2 separate regions of the Mus musculus genome follow, and region 1 is linked to region 2. A link is a contact called in public promoter capture Hi-C data. All regions are on one chromosome and are shown on one strand. Each heading gives the region's core, a stretch centred on a gene start, on an enhancer-like site or on the middle of the called end of the contact. The rest is flanking DNA. Distances are from core to core; before and after follow the strand shown.

Region 1 (4,153 bases), core at 1,497-3,996, 530 kb before region 2:
GGAGGGAGAGGCAGGCAGATTTCTGAGTTCAAGGCCAGCCTGGTCTACAGAGAGTTCCAGGGCTATACAGAGAAACCCTGCCTTGAAAAACCAAAAATAATAATATGTCTTTACCAGGTGTGCATGCCCATGATCCCTCAGCACTCAGGAGGACCAAGTTGAAAGCTAACCTGGGCTCTGGAGAGATTCTACCCACCAATAAAAACAAGAATATGATAACAAGCTCTATTTGCAAACCTCCTCTTTCTCAAGACTATAAGGCAAACATACAGAAAACAGGTTATAAATACAGTATAGTCTGCATATCCAGAGTCTGGCCTGCACTTTCTGTGGAGGGAGTCTTGAATTTGAGGCAATAATCACTACTATGTTCAATAATAAATGTTCTCTTTCCTTTTTGGAAACTTCACTAAACAGGAATTGGTGACTCCTGCCCTTAATCCTAGCACCTGGAAAGCAGAGGTAGGCAGGTCTGAGTTCTCAGCCAGCTCTAGTCTACAAATTAAGTTCCAGGATAGCCAAGGCTACACAAAGAAACAGTCTTGAAAAAAAAAAAAAAATAAAACAAACAAAAAACATACCACACACACAAGGAAAAGAAGAGAAAGCTTTTTGAGGTCAGACTGGTCTATGAAATGAGGTTGAAACAGATGCTGGCTGAAGCCAGAGGAAATTTGGCAGGCAGTGTTCCTGGCTTTCTAAAACAACCTAGGTGTGAAATACTACCACAAACACAGCAATAACACTTTCAGTTCGAGTTCTTTTAATATTTAAATACAAAAAGTGAGCGCTGACTTCTTTTTTATACATAAGCAGGTCTAAGAGCCAAACTCTGCAGAGGAAATGAGTGCCTGCTCTGCCCAGTCCCCCTCTGGCTAAAGCTACAGCCAGCCTCCCTTCTCTCTGGGATTCCTGGTGACTTCTGTACTCAGGTATAATGAATTTTGTCAGTGCCACGGTGCTTACATGTCCTAGACATTTCCATTAAAAAAAAGTCCTTATGGTCAGGGGTACTTACTTCTTTCCCACAATGGGCATGTAAGAACTTCCTTAGGAGCAGTTTATTAGAGAGTAGGCTAACCTTCCACATGGCTGTACTCCAGCATTGGAGTGAGAACAGGAAGAAGTAAGTGAGGGACTTCATTATGTAGGGCACAGGTGTACCTGGGGTCTCTCCATGAGAAACAGAGAAAGTTCCCACTATGTTCAAATAGATCCATGTGCCAAGGTTAAAAAAAAGAATAAAAAGTTCCAACAATCAGCAGTTCAAACACAAATGAATTTCAAAGTTCTCCCACAAGGACAAATACCGAAGGAAGAATCTACATCTTTCCAGGAAGTGGAGGTAGAGCCCCTGGCATTCCTCCTGACAGCCCTGTGTTAGGCCCTAAAAGTATCTGGAAAAGAAAAAAAAAAAAAAAAAGACTGTTAAGATACTGCATAGTTCCAGTCGTCGGTCCCTTCTGTCACACATGAGGGGCAGGCAAATTCTACACTGCCAAGTACCTGAAAGTACAGGGACCTGCTCCCACTTGGGGTTAAGTGCCAATCTCCTGGGGCTCTGCGGTTGGCCCACCGCCAAGAAGAACATGTGCTCACCTGCCGTTGCTGCAGTTGCTGCTGTTGCTCCATCTGCAACTTTTCTGTCTCAAAGACAACGGGAAGAACCAGGATCATGAAGGAAGTGGTCCCAATCCACAAAGCTGCCCTGGAAAATCTGCAGAGGGAAAGAGTGGATGAGGCGTCATGAAAAGGAAAGCCGGCACTCCGGCTAGGACCGAACCTGGAACAGGACGTGCAGTACCGCCCTCGATCTTCTAAAAGCGTACCCTACCAATTCCTTGCCCCCAGAGTCCTGGCAGAGGCAAGAGGAGCAGTAATTACCTAGCGATACAGTGCATTCTTATAAGCCTCGTATATACGTAACCTTAGTCTCATAACGACCCCGCCAGGTTAAGAACTCCCTTCTGGGGCTGGTGAGATGGCTCAGTGGGTTAGAGCACCCGACTGCTCTTCCGAAGGTGCAGAGTTCAAATCCCAGCAACCACATGGTGGCTCACAACCATCCGTAACAAGATCTGACCCCCTCTTCTGGAGTGTCTGAAGACAGCTACAATGTACTTACATATAATAAATAAATAAATAAATCTTTAAAAAAAAAAAAAGAACTCCCTTCTGCAGAAGACCAACCACACTCGGGGTATGACAATGAATCCAAGGTCACTCAAACTCTGCTCTGCGACTCCCGAGGCCCGCTGTCCTTTGACAGCACCCGTCACCCGTCCATGCCCGCTCCCGGTGGCTCTCCGTCGGCCCTTTTACCTGTACATCTTCTGAGCCACGAAGAGCGAGAGGTCAAAGGTGGCTCCGGCGGCTGACCGGACCCTCTCGGGAAACATCTCCGTCAGACCCCAGAGTCTCTCCGACAGGGTCTCGTCTAGCTGTGGTGGAGGAGGCGTGGGTCGTCGGTGAAGCGGCAGCAGCACCGCAACCGCCGAGCCCCGGGCCTGGCCCTTCCGTGCCGCGCGGAGAAGCCGCCCTCTCGGCTCGCGGCGTCCACGCCCCAACCGCCCGCCCTCGCCCCGCTCCCCGCCAGCCCTAGCACCTCGTCGTCGTCGTCTTCTTCCAGCTCCTCCTCGGCTTTCTCTGCCTCGGCTTTCGGGAGTAATTCCTCGGGGGACAGAGGCTCCCCAGCGCCGGCTGCAGCGACGGCGGCGGCCATGGCTGTAGGACACCGGAAGCGGAAGAGAGCAGGCGAAGCGGCCCACCCCTGGACAGAGCGTCTTCCGGAAGCGAGCCGGGCTGGCTAGAGAGAAAGCGTTGGCGTCTCCTCCAGCTCGCCCCCTTGGTGTCGCCAGCCTCTTAATTTCAACTGACTGTAAGAGTATGTTCAGGGAGAGATGCGGGTGCTTCTCAGCTATTCTGTGCCGTTGGGTCTGGGCTTGGCTCCGAAACTGCATATTTTAGAGAGATCTGGTTTTTGTTTATTTAATTTTTTTTTTTTTTTTTTTTTGGTTTTTCGAGACAGGGTTTCTCTGTGTAGCCCTGGCTGTCCTGGAACTCACTCTGTAGACCAGGCTGGCCTTGAACTCAGAAATCCGACTGCCTCTGCCTCCCGAGTGCTGGGATTAAAGGCCTGCGCCACCACGCCCGGCTTAATTTTTGAGACCAGGTTTCTCTGTATAGCCCTGGGCTGTCCTGGAACTCTCTGTAGACTCAGAGATCCACTTGCTACTGCCTCCCGAGTACGGGGATTAAAGGCGTGCACCACCACAAGTGAGCAATATGTGTACTTATGGAGGTCAGAGGACACTTGCAGTTGATCCTCTCTGTAACAGGGCCCCAGACCTTAGCACAACTGACTCCGTGTTTTTTGTTGTGTGTGTGTATGTGCGAGTGTGTGCTTAAAAGCTCACTCTGAGAAAGGCTTGCTAGGCTATACTGAGATCCTAAACACTGGCTAATAAAGATTTTCTATGGCTTAAAGCCCATGTCTACTCGGTCTTCTCTGGTGAATATTCACAACACTTTTCTTCCACCACGTGGGGCCTGGGGATCAAATTCACACTCAGCAGCAAGCATTTTTTTGGGTTTTTTTTTCAAGACAGGGTTTCTCTGTGTAGCCCTGGCTGTCCTTTGTAGACCAGACTGGCCTCAAACTCAGAAATCTGCCTGCCGCTGCCTCCCGAGTGCTAGGATTAAAGGCGTGGGCCACCACACCCTGCAGCAGCAAGCATCTTTAAACCACTTATTCATTTCATTCCCCCCCACCCCTGGGCCCACACACACATTAAAAGCACGGTTTCATGTAGCCCAGGCTAGCCTTGAACTCATTTTGTGGATGACCTTGAGTTTCTGATCCTCCTGCCTCCACCTCGAACTAAGGCCACAGGTGTGTCACCACACAGGAATCAAAACCAGGCCTTTATTCTACCAACTGAGCCACAAACATGATCTATTATTATTACTTTTTTTTTTTTTAAGTTCCAGGCTTGGCTGTCCTGGAACTCTCTATGAAAACATTCAACGCACAGAAATTCACCTGCCTCTCCCTCCAAAGTGCTGGGATTAAACTCATGCAACATCGTGCTCGGCTTATACGTAAGTTTAAGAGAGTCTGCTTAACAGTAAAAGGGTTTTCAACTATTGCAAA
Region 2 (4,000 bases), core at 578-3,077:
CCCGACTGTTCTTCCAAAGGTCCAGAGTTCAAATCCCAGCAACCACATGGTGGCTCACAACCATCTGTAACGAAATCTGACGCCCTCTTCTGGTGTGTCTGAAGACAGCTACAGTGTACTTACATGTAATAAATAAATAAATCTTTAAAAAAAAAAAAAAAAAAAAAAAGAAAAGTGTCTCTTTGTGCTGCCTGGCTGTCCTGGAACTCACTCTGCAGACAAGGCTGGCCTGGAACTCACTCTGCAGACAAGGCTGGCCTGGAACTGAGAGATTCCCCCCCCCCCCCCCAAGTCTCTGCCCTGAGTGCTGGAATCAAAGGCTTGCACCACCCCCAGCTTCACTAAGGATCTTTACAATGCTGAACCCTTCCCCTGGACAGCCAGCATACCTGGCTCCTCCCTCCTGCCTCCCACTCTGGGGGAGGGGATGCTTTTCTGGGTTCTCTTCCCCCCAAGTCACTCACTCACCATCTCTTCTCTGGTGGCAATCACTGCCCTGGTCAACGCCGTCATCTCTGCTTTCATTGCATTTTTGACTGTATTTTGTATGCTTGTTTTGAAGTCAATCTTACTGCACAGTATGTAACTCAGGCTGGCCTGAGACTCACTATGTTGACATCTAGTTCAGGACAATTCCCCTGCAGTAGCCTCCCAAGTGCTAGGATTACAGGTGTGAACCACCACGCCCAGACTCTGAATTCTGACTGATCTATCAGGACTACCATAGTTCATCTTCTCTCTTGATTAACATATACAGCGTATCAAGAAATCCTTTAGGTTCTATCTTTAAAATATATCAGGATCCAGGCATGGTGGCGCACGCCTGTAATCCAGTGCTCAGGAGGTGAAAGCAGGCAGATCTCTGTAAGTTTGAGGACAGCCAAATCTACACAGTGACTTCCAGACACAGCTAGGACTATGTTGAAAGACTCTGTCTCAGGAAAAAAAAAAAAAAAAAAGAACAAAAATCACCTGGAAAGCAGAGGTAGATGAATCTCTATGTTCGAACCACCTGATATAAGGTTATATTTGGTCTCCAAATAAATAAAATAAAAATATGTCCAGCCGGGTGGTGGTGGCGCACGCCTTTAATCCCAGCACTTGGGGAGGCAGAGGTGGGTGAATTCCTGAGTTCAGCCTGATCTACAAAAGTGAGTTCCAGGACAGCCTGGGCTATACAGAGAAACCCTGTCTCGGAAAAAAAAAAAAAAAATGTCCATAATCCAGCTGGGTCTGGTGGTTCATGCCAGATATATCAACACTTGGGAAGCTGAAGCAGAGGACTGTGTCGAATTCAAAGCCAGCCTTAGCTATATAGTGAATTCCCGGGCAGCCTGGGTTTCAGAGTGAGGCCTTGCCTCAAACAACACTAAACTTCATGCTCTCTAGAGTCTATCCCCACTTCTGCCACCTCTGCTACTATCACACCTAGCCCAAGCCCGCGTCTGCTCCCAGCCTTCCAGGCCATTCTCTGGGTTGCTTTTTCCTTCCTACTTCCACGACTACACAAGCTACACACCTCTGGCATTCCCTTCCAGAAAGAGAGCGCTCAGAGGACAGGGGCCACACGGACTGAACTCTCTGACCACTGTCCCCATTGCTCCGCGAGGTAGGAAGTTCTGAAGACTTCGCCCCACCAACCCAGCAGCTGGGCTAGCCTGTGCTCCAAGAGCCCTGCTCGCACCACGACCTCCCTCCTTCCGTGGCCCGTGCTCACTTGTCCTCGTTGTCTGACATGATGCCTTCTCCGCCCGGGGCGCAGAGCAGAGAACGCGCGCCTTTGCCCCTCGCCGCACCACGCGTAGTTTGCGCTTGCGCCGTGACCCAGGCGCAGTTACTTCCGGGAAGCAGCGGCCGACCAGACGCTAATGCGCGTGCGTGGAGGCGTGTCGCTAGTTACCATGGTAACAAGGAGCGATTAGTGAGGACGCTGACACTCTAGCTCCTTGGAGTTTCTCCGTGCGGAGGGCTCTGTCACGCCCAGGTCATCGCCTAAGGTGAGCGCTCCTCCCCGGACCGTCACGATAGGGACTGTGGTCACTGCGCTGTCCGGAGCCGAGGGGTCGGGCACCAGCTTCTCAGACTCCCAGGTTGCTCGTGATGAGAGGTCCGGATTGCGAAGCGTAACTAGGGCGAGTCATTGCTTCTCTCCCTCCTAGGGCCCTCCCATGGCTTCCCAGGAAAGGGTGGACTCGGTGACCAAAGGAACCGGGTTCCGCCGCTGCCGTAAGCAAGCAGGTTACACGCCGGGGACTTGTGAGCTGCTCAGAGGTCAGTGCATTAGGGGATCAACGACCCGAGCGGTGCGGTTTTTCCTTAAGAGCTTGGGATTCTGAAAGGTTCGGGGAAGAATCAAAGACCAGAGATGGAGAATTTTGGAATGGTTAGTTCATCTTTTACATGCACTTTCAATGAAGCCTATCTCCTCACTGCAGTGGGACCTTCACAGTACCAAATTCAATTCCCTTCACCAGGCTTAGACATTATACAGTCTTAGAGGTGTTTAGTGTCACCTTCTAAATGGTGAACACCACCAGGCAAAGAAACGTGCCTGTTTCTGCTCACAACTGTAGCTCCAGCCTCTGCTACATGAATGAGCATGTATGCACTTAATTATTCAACGACAAAAACCTAATGTGTGATTTGGATATTGTCCTAGGTACTAGGAATAGAGTGTTGAGAGGATTGCAAAGGACAACTCTTGCTCTCAGAAAACTGATAACACAGGAGGGTAACAAGAAAAATGAACAGGAGAAAATTATAGAGCTGAAGGTGTTGCTCAGTGACAGAGTATATTCTAGGCAGATGTGGAGTCTGGGTTTCAGCCCCAGCACACCATACACAAAAAAGTCTGTGTGTGTTACAGTTGGAGAGCTGGCTCAGTGGTTAGGAACATGTACTGCCCTTTGAAAGCTCATTCCCCAGCACCCATGTTAGCCAGTCACCAAAAAAGTGTGTGTGTCTTAGGCATATGTAATGGGAGGATTGCCTGAGCCCAAGAAAAGCTAGCCTAGATAATATAGTAAGAACCTATCCTTGAAATAAAATAAGGACTGGAAAGATGGCTCAGAGATTAAGAGCACTGGCTATTCTCAAGGACCCAAGTTCAATCCCCCACAACCATATCAGGTGGGTCAAAGCAATGTGTAACTCTAGCTTCCTATGAGTCAGTGCCTTTCCCTGCCCTCCACAGGCAGCCATACACGCATAGCTACACACTCACGCACGCGCGCGCGCACACACACACACACACACACACACACACACGACCTTTTATTTTTTAAGATTTGTTTGTTTATTTATTATGGATAGTGTTCGGCCTGCATGTATGCCTGCAGGCCAGAAGAGGGCACCAGATCCCATTACAGATGGTTGTGAGCTTCCACGTGGTTGTTGGGAATTGAACTCAGGACCTCTGGAAGAGCATCATATATGCTCTTGATATGTGAGTCATCTCTCCAGCCCACATACAATCTTAAAGGGAGAAAAGCTGCATATAGTGGCTCATGTCTTTGATTCTAGCACTCTGAAGAAAGAGGTGGGTGAGTCTTTGTGAGTTAGAGGCTTGCCCAATGTACATACCAAATTTCAGGACAGCCAGGCTACAAAGTGAGACCGTTTCTATAAATAAACAAATAAATAAAAAGAGAAATAAAAAAAGATAAATTAATGAATAAATACAAGAAAAGGAAAAGAACCTTAAGTGACAGGCACTCTAAAGAAGATGGAGTAGGCAGAGGAGTGGAGGAGCTCAGTGCAGAATGGAGGGGGGGGGCGGGCAAGGGCGGGACCTGGTGGGATGAGGTGTGTCTGCTGAAGCTCCAGACGTCAGCCCCGGCTTTATTTTGCAGTTATGATGAAGGAGTCTAAACTGACAAACTTCCAGCAACGCCACATCATGGACACCATGAAAAGTAAGGGCAGTCACTCTGACGCTAGAGACTTTCTGGGCGAAGGAACCAGGGATACTTTTTTTTTTTTTTTTTTTTTTTTCTTGAGA

The links. Capture Hi-C pulls out chosen DNA fragments and counts their contacts.
Region 1: a promoter capture Hi-C map of adipose tissue shows a contact between it and region 2. The contact joins the promoter of Tomm22 here to the promoter of Polr2f in region 2. A contact is called at or near these places in 5 of 39 promoter capture datasets (the C10 cell line, the HPC-7 cell line, embryonic stem cells and 2 more), 1 of 484 Hi-C or Micro-C datasets (bone marrow-derived macrophages), 5 of 115 datasets of contacts at active chromatin or transcription factors (astrocytes, cardiomyocytes, extraembryonic endoderm stem cells and 2 more) and 3 of 9 other capture datasets (adipose tissue, embryonic stem cells and pancreatic islet).

Annotation. Positions count from the first base shown.
Region 1 is chr15:79,669,461-79,673,613 of GRCm38.p6, reverse strand. Tomm22 (translocase of outer mitochondrial membrane 22) reads right to left here and starts at 2,746. Exons shown (of 4, transcript NM_172609.3): 1 at 2,606-2,746; 2 at 2,323-2,441; 3 at 1,600-1,717; 4 at 752-1,397. The coding sequence starts at 2,722. The coding sequence ends at 1,323.
Region 2 is chr15:79,139,152-79,143,151 of GRCm38.p6, reverse strand. Polr2f (polymerase (RNA) II (DNA directed) polypeptide F) reads right to left here and starts at 1,827. Exons shown (of 5, transcript NM_027231.2): 1 at 1,718-1,827. The coding sequence starts at 1,737. It overlaps 1700088E04Rik (RIKEN cDNA 1700088E04 gene), which reads left to right and starts at 1,901. Exons shown (of 7, transcript NM_138581.2): 1 at 1,901-1,997; 2 at 2,160-2,271; 3 at 3,852-3,914. The coding sequence starts at 2,169.